Regions from separate parts of the Sus scrofa genome. Here region 1 is linked to region 2. The links are chromatin contacts, called in public HiChIP or PLAC-seq maps. All regions are on one chromosome and are shown on one strand. Each heading gives the region's core, a stretch centred on a gene start, on an enhancer-like site or on the middle of the called end of the contact. The rest is flanking DNA. Distances are from core to core; before and after follow the strand shown.

Region 1 (4,642 bases), core at 2,016-4,515, 910 kb before region 2:
TGTGCTTTATCCCTGAACACATAATATTTTATATGTGGAAATTTTGTTGCCCTTCACCAAATAATATCCAGAGGTTAATAGGTATGTATTATATTCATTATAACTTTGCTACTCACATGTTCACATACTAAACTCTCTCACTCAGCTCACCCTAAAATAAACGGGTCTATGTAAAGAACCCATTCAAAGGGTTACATCTTAAAATAAAGCACATACTCTAATTTTGCTGTAGAGTTTTCTTTTTTTAAAAATGAAATACCGAATGCGGCCAGAAAGAATTATTATCTTTGTTAGGGGTAGTAATGCTAAAAACTGTCTGCATTATTGCAGATAGCAAACTTTGGCTTAGCCTTCAAGTCTTTATTTGGAATTTACCCTATAGCAAAATAAAAAAGAACAATAGAGAACACACACATACATTCTCGAACTCAAAGAGAAAACCTCCGTTGAGGACCTAGCCATCTATCCCCTGAAGAGATGTAATCTTTGCGTAACAATGCTTAAATCAGCAGGACGTTTACAACACATATTAAGTGGTTTGTTATTTATTTCAAGACTTTAATTGGTACAATATATTAACAGCATTGTTGCAACAGTTCCACTTAGGGTTTTCTCTCCCCTAAAAAGAGAATGAGGGGGAGAGAGAAAGGGGGAGAGGAAAAGACACCATCACCCAGAATTATGGTATAACCCCATGTAAAGTTCTTCCTTTAGCCTCAAAGAACTGTTAAAGTTGAAAAACAGGAAAAAAAAAAAAAAAAAAAAAAAAAAAAAGGAACTCGTTTTAGAAGCCATATTTTAGACTCGATTCCATTTTTATTAAACCCAGACCAGTGTTTTTTCTGCCATTCTAATATAACCTATTATGAGAATTTTTTTTTTCCCAGGGACAAAAACAACACCAACTTTCCCTCCCTAAGAGCTTCTTATTGTTCATTTTTGTTGCTATTTGGAGAAAAAGCTCATTAAAATATTATGAAGCACAGCGCGTAATGATGTGCCAAGCTTCGCCAATGAGGAACATCTGTAGCACAGTGTATGTATATTTATATTACAGTAAACTCGAGTGCAGACTGTCGCTATCACCCCTTCTTTCCTTGCCTCTGTTCAGCAATTCTTTGTCCTGACTACACAGCCCAGCAAACGTGTGAAGCGCACAGGCTACAGTGCACGCATTGTCAGCCTCTCGGGGCTCCGAGCGCCAAATGTTATTATTTGATCATTAGCCTGGAGCTCACGCCAGGGTAAACTGTGCTCTGCTAAATGCCTCCAAACCTTCGCTCTTTTTTATTCTCCCTGTTATTTTTAAAATATATCTTTTCCCTCCTTTCCTTCTCTGGCACAGAAGGATCTGCAAAGTGCATCCAACACACACCCAGTTCCCAAATCCATGCTTCTCTCCCTCCTTTACGTTATTCCACTTGCTGTTAAACCGAAGAACCTTGGGCATAATGAAAACATTGAGAGCTTGCCTATACCACAAATATTTGTGGAAAGCACATGGTGCCATTTTGCCAGACTACTCTTATTTGTTAAACTGAGTTAAGTGTAACGCAATTCCAAAAACTGCCTTTAGAATGAAAGAAAAGGCTTGTAAAGCCAGGGAGATAATTACCGCAATCTGGGTTACAGAAAATGCAAAACAAAGGAGCACAATCTCATTTTGTGGTGTGTGTGTGTGTGTGTGTGTGTGTTATGTGTGGGTCTTTTGTTTTGTTTTGTTTTTTTTCCTCTTTGCTGATGTATCCAAACATGTAAATATTCCATGGCGTGTCTCGTGTGGGGATAAAAATCAACCGGGATCCTGCACAGACAAAACAAAACACACATTCTGTAGTGGACAGTGGTGTGTTCGTTGTGGGAATATCTTTTCAGAAGGGAGGGCTGGCTTTCCATTTTTTTTCCTCCATCTAACAAACACCCACCCAAGTGCTGCAGTTTTCACCAGTTGCCAAGACTCTGACACCCACCTACCCTTCGTTTGAAGCTGTCAATCTATTTTTGCACAAGTAAATAAAAGTTGATTTGAAAAGAACTTAGGTTCTAAAACCTTTCATATGAATCCATAAGAACACTGAAGATCCTCCTCTCCCCCCTTCCCCTATGTTATTTTTATGGGGATTATTATGCTATCAACCTTCCCATTGTTGGGAATGTTGTCCTTTGGGATGGTTTTGTAGACTGGAACATTCTCAGCTTTCCTTTCTTTGTCTGCCAATTGTTTCTAGATCTAAACCACTTTCCAAGACAATTATTTCCATACGCGAATGTGTATGTAAATATTAATAATCATTGCATGTGTGTATATTTATGTGTGCATAAATAAACACTATACCCACACGGATTTCCCATTTTTAAAGAGCTAGTTCTTACTCCATAAAAAGATTCGTGTTCCCCAAAGCAGGTTGTTAACGTTCTTTATTAAAGAGAAAGAGCAAACCTTCCACGTTTCCTTGTTTTATGTTTAGAAGAAGTGAATCTTGCCGGTCTGAGCTCAGCTTTTTGGTATGTTTTACCCATCCAGATGAGGGGCTGTAGGTTTTGCAACTCACATCACCCAGTTTTCTCAAAAACCATCACCGCAGTTCCCTCTTTAAATTTCATCTGGACCGTCTCTAACAGCCCCAGCTGACCCCATCATTTCCTTCTCTTATTACTAACATGCCTCTCCCCACATGCACAACAGGATATTTTTCAGAGGAAAAGGCAAAAATATATTAGGGCTTTCTTTCCTTCCAGATGTAGACATTTTGTCGCCCGTACAGCCATAAGGAGACAGAGAAAACGAACCTGAGCTTAGAAGAGACAAAACACAGGACGTCACTAAGGTGCATGTAAGGATAAACCCATGAAGCCCTCGAAGCAGGATTTGGCAGCAGAAGTGTCCCATGGAGCCAAAAAGCCAGCCAGGGCATAGAAGCTTGTTATTATGGCTCGCTCTGTAAGACCTGCAGGGAGGGTGTGAAGGCTGCCTGGTGTGAAGCCTGTTTAGAATAGTGGGGGGAGTGTGCAATGAGTCTCATCAGGCTGTGGCTGTTCCCAACTTCTGAAAATCTAAAAAGCAAGGCACGATAACACTTTTATTTAAAAAAATCCCCAAGTAAGATCATGGATCTCATTTTGGATTCTAGTCCATGAAAAAATAGGTAGTTCCCAATATGGAAACATGTAAGCTACCTATTAGAAATGGGATGAGATGCAATGCATTGGAAAGAAAGAAATACCAAATGCAGATGATTAGAAACCAGTGTCAGGCTGGTCATAGAGGGAGTGAAGATGAACCACGTTGACAGTTTTGATGAAGAAAGCCTAAAATGCTAATTCATACTGTCTGAATTACTTGAAGCATCATCGGCTTCTTTCCTCTTCCTCATTTTTATTTTTCATTGGGATTGAATTTCTTTTTCCTTCACTCAATATGAGATTGAGTCAAGTGAAATTTAGACTATTTGACAATTAAAAAATTTTTTTAAGATTTTTATTTTTTCTATTATAGTTGATTTATGACAATTTCTGACTTACAAAAATATGTAATTTTATACAGTTCAGCCTAATAATTCCTTCCCCGAAGATAATGTGTCTGTTTTCTTTCAAGTGACTCAGAGTCCTCTATTATTTTTGCATTGTTTTGTTTTTTCTCTGCTTTAAAATTTAGTCAATCTTCCTATTTTAATGCCTGTTGAAGTTTTAGAGAATAGTTGGTCAAATGAAAAGAGGTCATTTAAAACCAGTGTTCAATGTGGGGTCAAAATGGCATTGTTTTTCTTTTAATTCTATTCTGAGGTTCCCTGTATAGTTCAGTTTTCCAGATCATTTGCCCACTGCAAATATTAGGGGCAGGATGTCATGTCTGATGCCCTCAAGGCTTTTACTGCCCTTCAAGTCTTACAAAGAGAAACTTGATTTTAAAAATAATCCATGCAAAAGAAATAAGGTCAGAGAAAATATGTTCATCAGCTCCAATGCAGACTTGAAGTGATCCTTTCGTAAGCTCAGTTATCCCAAGGGTGGGGAAGGGAGTTTCCATAAAAAGTGTGGTCCACATGCTCCCTAATGTGTGGGAAAGGGATGGATGGCTCTTTCCTTCCCAGTTTAGGAAGGGTCATGCGTTTTGGAAAAAGATGCAGGCTGGAATATGCTGAAAGCAGAGTGGAAAGGAAATCTAAGATTCCTGAAAAACCTCTCTCATTGTTATTAAGGCTGGATTGAATAAAGGGTAAAGACCACATACATTAGAGTCTGGAGTAGCCAATGCTACTAGAATTTATTCTATCGAGAGATTTTTCAGCATCTTCTCCAGCTTTTAGGGGAAGGCATTGTCAGGGAAAAATTCACCAGTCAATCTAAGAAAGAAATGGAAAATTTTATTTGAGCCAAATTTGAGGATTACCACCCAGGAAGAGCATCTCAGAAAGCTCTGAGAACTGTTCTGCCTGTTAGAAGTCAAGGCACAGTTATATGTAAGTTTTTTGAGACAGAGGGCTGGACATCAAATGACGTGTTATTGACAGTTTACATCATCCAGAACTAAGTGTCATCTTGATAGTCCAAGATGACCCCTTACAGGATCAGGAAGGAATGCTATCTTTTAAGGAGCTATCTTGGTGATGCTCGGGAATGTTGCTCTTTAAGGTGAGCAGGT
Region 2 (4,584 bases), core at 1,526-4,025:
GGAAATAAATTCTGTGTCTATAGCCAGGACCACTGTGTCTGGCTGTGTAACCCTGGCCATGTATGAACAAATGAAGAGCATGTGTAGGACATTATCCGTGGCTCAGTCATTCTGAATGTCATTCAAAGAAATTGCACTATCTTTACTACCCAGGACTTTGATTATCCTTGTGTTAATATGCCATGTATCTCAACTTAATTAGTACTTCCTTGGCTGCTAACTTCTAGTTCACATCCTCATATTTTCAGGGCATTAAGAGAGAAGGGGCCCTTGGCAACATTGCCCATTTGGTTTTGGCAGAGGGAAGAAGATGAAGTGTAGCATCTTGGGGGTCAGATAACTCTGGGTTTGTCCCTGATGAAACTGGGCAAGGCACCTAAGCTCAGTTTTCCCAACTCTACAATGGGCTGGCATTAATTTCCAATCAATTAGGGGAACAACACTTTCTTAGAGTTAAACATAGCCTGTTATATCTGAAATGTTCATCATATCTTCCTCTTTATTTTTTTTTTAATTTTTTATTTTTGTCTTTTTGCCTTTTCTAGGGCCACTCCTGCGGCATATGGAGGTTCCCAGGCTAGGGGTCTAATCGCAGCTGTAGCTGCTGGCCTACGCCAGAGCCACAGCAATGCGGGATCTGAGCTGCTTCTGCAACCTACACCACAGCTCACGGCAATGCCGGATCCTTAACCCACTGAGAAAGGCCAGGGATTGAACCTGCAACCTCATGGTTCCTAGTCGGATTCGTTAACAATTGAGCCATGAGGGGAACTCCATCTCTTCCTCTTTATATGTCAGCTTTGGATATGGGTTCTTACTTTTCTGCTGCAGGAGAAAACACTAGTGTGAAGAGCTATAATACTAAAAATATCTAAGTCCCTACTTCTTAGGTTAAATACTCAACAAATCCCTCTTCAAGGGTTTATAGGACCTGTTTTAAGTCAGATCCTACCAGTTGGGGAGTTAGAGACTCTACGTTCTAGTTCTGAACTCCTAAGTTCTCTGCATCTGGTTACCTGAGTGATCCTTGGGCAAGTCATTTAAACATTTCTTTTCCTTTTTACAGCCAAACCTGTGGCTTATGGAAGTTCCTGGGCTAGGGGTCAGAATCAGAAATGCAGATGCAGCGTACGCCACAGCCAAAGCAACATGGGATCTGACTTCATCTGTGACCTGTACCCCAGCTTGGGGCAACACTGTTTCCTTAATGCACTGAGCGTGGAATTGAACCTGCATCCTCACAGACATTATGTCTGGTTCTCGACCCGCTGAGCCACAATGGGAACTCCTAAGTTGCAAATTTAGAGCACATAGGCCAGATCTGGACCACAGAAGTATGTTGCTTACTCCCTATAGTATTTGAATGAGGTGACAATTTAACTGGGAGATTTTATATGAGAATGCAGGTTTTTATTTTCTCTTGAGAAATCAGAAGATCTGGCCACAGGAGTTCCACATTCCTTCTCAATTTGCAGTAGCTGTTGCCTTGAACCTTTTAACATGGCATGGGCTCTCCAGGGCCCAGATAATTTCATTTTCTACTGACCTGTAGTCTACCCTACACAGAAGCAAATTCCTAGTTTCTATGTGTCTGTGTACCTGTACTCAAGGGGGATGTTAAAAATATTTAACTACTAAGTCATGGGGACTGACCCATCAGAATGGATAACTTCGTGCTAGAGAAACCCCCTGAGGATGCCCTGCGCTCCCCAGGTGCTGGACCATGGGGAGGCCCAGGAGCTCCTAGAGAAGACACAGGAGTGGCATCATTTAGTGAGCTGAGAACAGCCCACATATTTCAAATATAAGGGCAATGCTGATCTCAGGCACATACCTCCTGAACATAAGACCTGCATGAACTCTTGTTTTCTCAGAGTAGAGGGATATATTCCTATACCCATATCTCCTACTGAAAACAAGGAAAAAAAACTAGACAGAAAAGGCAGAATGGTTTTTCTTGCCCTCGGTTGCCTTGTTCACTTACCAACTGGCCGTTACAGCATATGAGTTTGATTTCCTGGTACTAACCAATCTATAAACTCTTTTCCAGCCTAAGCATAAGGAACCTCTAATTTTATCCATTTTATAAATGGAGTGAAAATTTTGCAAAACATCTTGAAGAATTTTGCAAATCATTGCACAGAATTTATATAAGGTCGAAAACACTGTTTGAAATAATAAGTGGCCGATAAATTATCTCCATTTTCTTATTGGGCTTTTCAATTTTAAAAGCACTCTGATGTTCTTTTTTTTCTCTTTTTTTAGTTTGGCCATGGCTATTTTTCAAATGGAATTAATGACCAAAAGCTAGCCTCATTCTCTAATTACAGTAAGAGACACTGACCCATCTTGGCTCAGGAAGAGGCTCTGGGCAGTTTTACTATGTGCTGGCTTAGTACCTGAGGCCAGGAAACATCTGTTATAACATGCGGTCCAGCGGGTGCTCTGCTTAATTATAAAATGGCATTGCAGAGTCCCTCTGAGTTGGCTGGCCTGAGCTTCTAAGGCTATACAATCAAGCAAAATGCAATCCTTGATGTTCTGTTAACTGAATATCCAACCTAAGTGTGGAACAGCTTTGAAAAGAGAGAAAAAGTGAAATCTTTGCCTTCAGGAAAAAGGTACAGGGAAAGACAAAACAAAGAAATGCTTTCTGAAAGCAACCGAGAAGCTTAGATTGGAATGGGCGTTCCTTATATAGGGAATGGGGGAGCTGATTCAGGATGACTCATGCTTCTAGAATGAACTGTTTATATAGTGTTTCCTCCTCTTCATTCCAAGGATCCTGTTTGGAAGGTCAGGGACAATGACAGTGGAGAAGCAAAGGGAAAACTGGAGAAGGGTAGAGGAATGCTGAGAATACCCAAAGGCTCACACACCTTGAATAAGAGAACATGTTTCTCTATTAAGTTCATGCAAATCGGTGATGGTCCGGGACTTGGTTGATTGGAGGAACACATACACCTGGGAATTCTTCATTCTGGCATGAAACTCTTATTTGCCCTTACCTTCCCAAATCCTCTTAGATGCTGATGGGAGAAGAGAGCCCATTGTCAGCAGAGTCTGCTAAGGAATATCTTTTGTCTCATGGCTTGTAATCAGTTCCAGACCAGGGGTATATTTATGATTTACATAATGTTATAGAGGAAGAGGTCTTAAGGATTTTTTTTCTCTAAATCTTTTTGAATTATTATTTTAGACTCATTGCCAGGTTTTTTTTTAAGGAGGAAGTTGATGAACTTTTAAACATGTCATTACAGACTCCAAAATAGCAACTCTTTGTTCTTTCAAAGTTTCTTGTGGAAATTTAAAGAACGGGGTGTGTGTGTGTGTGTGTGTGTGTGTGTGTGTGTGTGTATTTGTGTGTGTGTGTGTGTTTAGAAACAGGTAGAAAAGGAAATGGGTGAAAAAGAACACTTGAGGTTTACTGATAAAGTTAAGTACATATTGTATGCTTTTGTTAGAACAAAAGTTGGCAGATTTGGGGGAATTGTACCTAATATTTTGGGAGGGTGTTTCAGAAGAGCAGTTCTATGTTCACTTACCGTCATGTTTCAATAATTAGGCATAGCAGCTGAAGGGTTAAGCCCTAAAGGAAGAAAATATCTCTAAGTCTGAAAACAAAGGGAAACTTGCATATTTTCTGAAGATGACATCGGATCAGCCTGTGGATTTTAAGCAATTATGTGATATTATGATTCCCACTGAGCATGCATTAGTTGGAATACTGTTCTTTGTATTTCCCCATGTCCCGGGGTTGTACACTGAAAGAGCCCTGTTCAACTTCTCATGTCAGAATTTTGAAGGAAAAATTATAGTAAAATATGTTTAAAACAGTGGGGCCTTATATGAGTGAACACAACATTTTCCAAAGCTTTCAAAAATCCTTTTGTTAAAAATATGGTTTTTATTTTGTTTCTTTTTTTTTCTTCCTTTCTTGAATTTTTTTTTTCCTTTTAGTCAAGCTTTTACCTCCTCTCCTTCCTGGAGAAAAGAAGAGAGATGTTTCAAAGGATATCCATAACACAGCCTACATTTAGGGCCTGGGGACATACAATTGATTGTTTTAAATGAGATACCCCACATGGAAAATAAACAAGTGAGAAAAGTTCATCTGTGTATATAACTTCAGTTCCAACAACTGTGGTGACAGTCACACTGTCTAAGTAAATGTTCCCCAGAGTCATCTTGGGAGCAAAATGATTATTAATTGAGGTTGCTGTGAGTTGAAAGAAGGGTTGTTCACAAAAGGGAGGAACTTTCTAGAGCACCAGGCAGGGAAGACTCAGCTCTGGGTTGTTCTGAAAGGTGAAATGTCTTTTTAAAATGGAAGTAATTAAAAACAAAATAAAGGAGCTCCCATTGTGGCCCAGCAGGTTAAGGACCCAGCATAGGCTCCCTGAGGACGTGGGTTCAATCCCTGGCCTTGCTTAGTGAGTTAAGGATCCCATATTGCTGCACGCTGTAGTGTAGGTCACAGATGCCACAGAGATCCTTTGTTGCTATGGCTGTAGCTGTGATGTAGGCCTTAACTGCAGCCCTGAATCACCCCCTAGCCTGGGAACTTCCATATGATGCAGGTCT

The links. HiChIP or PLAC-seq counts read pairs in DNA pulled down with a chosen protein or histone mark.
Region 1: a contact with region 2 is called in an H3K27ac HiChIP or PLAC-seq map of skeletal muscle. The contact joins two enhancer-like sites. A contact is called at or near these places in 2 of 47 Hi-C or Micro-C datasets (embryonic fibroblasts and fetal liver) and 1 of 2 datasets of contacts at active chromatin or transcription factors (skeletal muscle).

Annotation. Positions count from the first base shown.
Region 1 is chr1:209,040,709-209,045,350 of Sscrofa11.1, reverse strand. All of the region lies in intron 2 of LOC106509171 (a long non-coding RNA gene), which reads right to left. Among named protein-coding and RNA genes, the nearest start is that of MPDZ, 140 kb to the left of the region's middle. Within about 2 kb of position 3,265, at least 8 of the 83 cell types and tissues checked have an H3K27ac peak or open chromatin away from gene starts, as enhancers often do. A contact at or near this core is called in skeletal muscle, where this site is marked.
Region 2 is chr1:208,125,697-208,130,280 of Sscrofa11.1, reverse strand. No RefSeq gene overlaps it. Among named protein-coding and RNA genes, the nearest start is that of NFIB, 54 kb to the left of the region's middle. Within about 2 kb of position 2,775, at least 19 of the 83 cell types and tissues checked have an H3K27ac peak or open chromatin away from gene starts, as enhancers often do. A contact at or near this core is called in skeletal muscle, where this site is marked.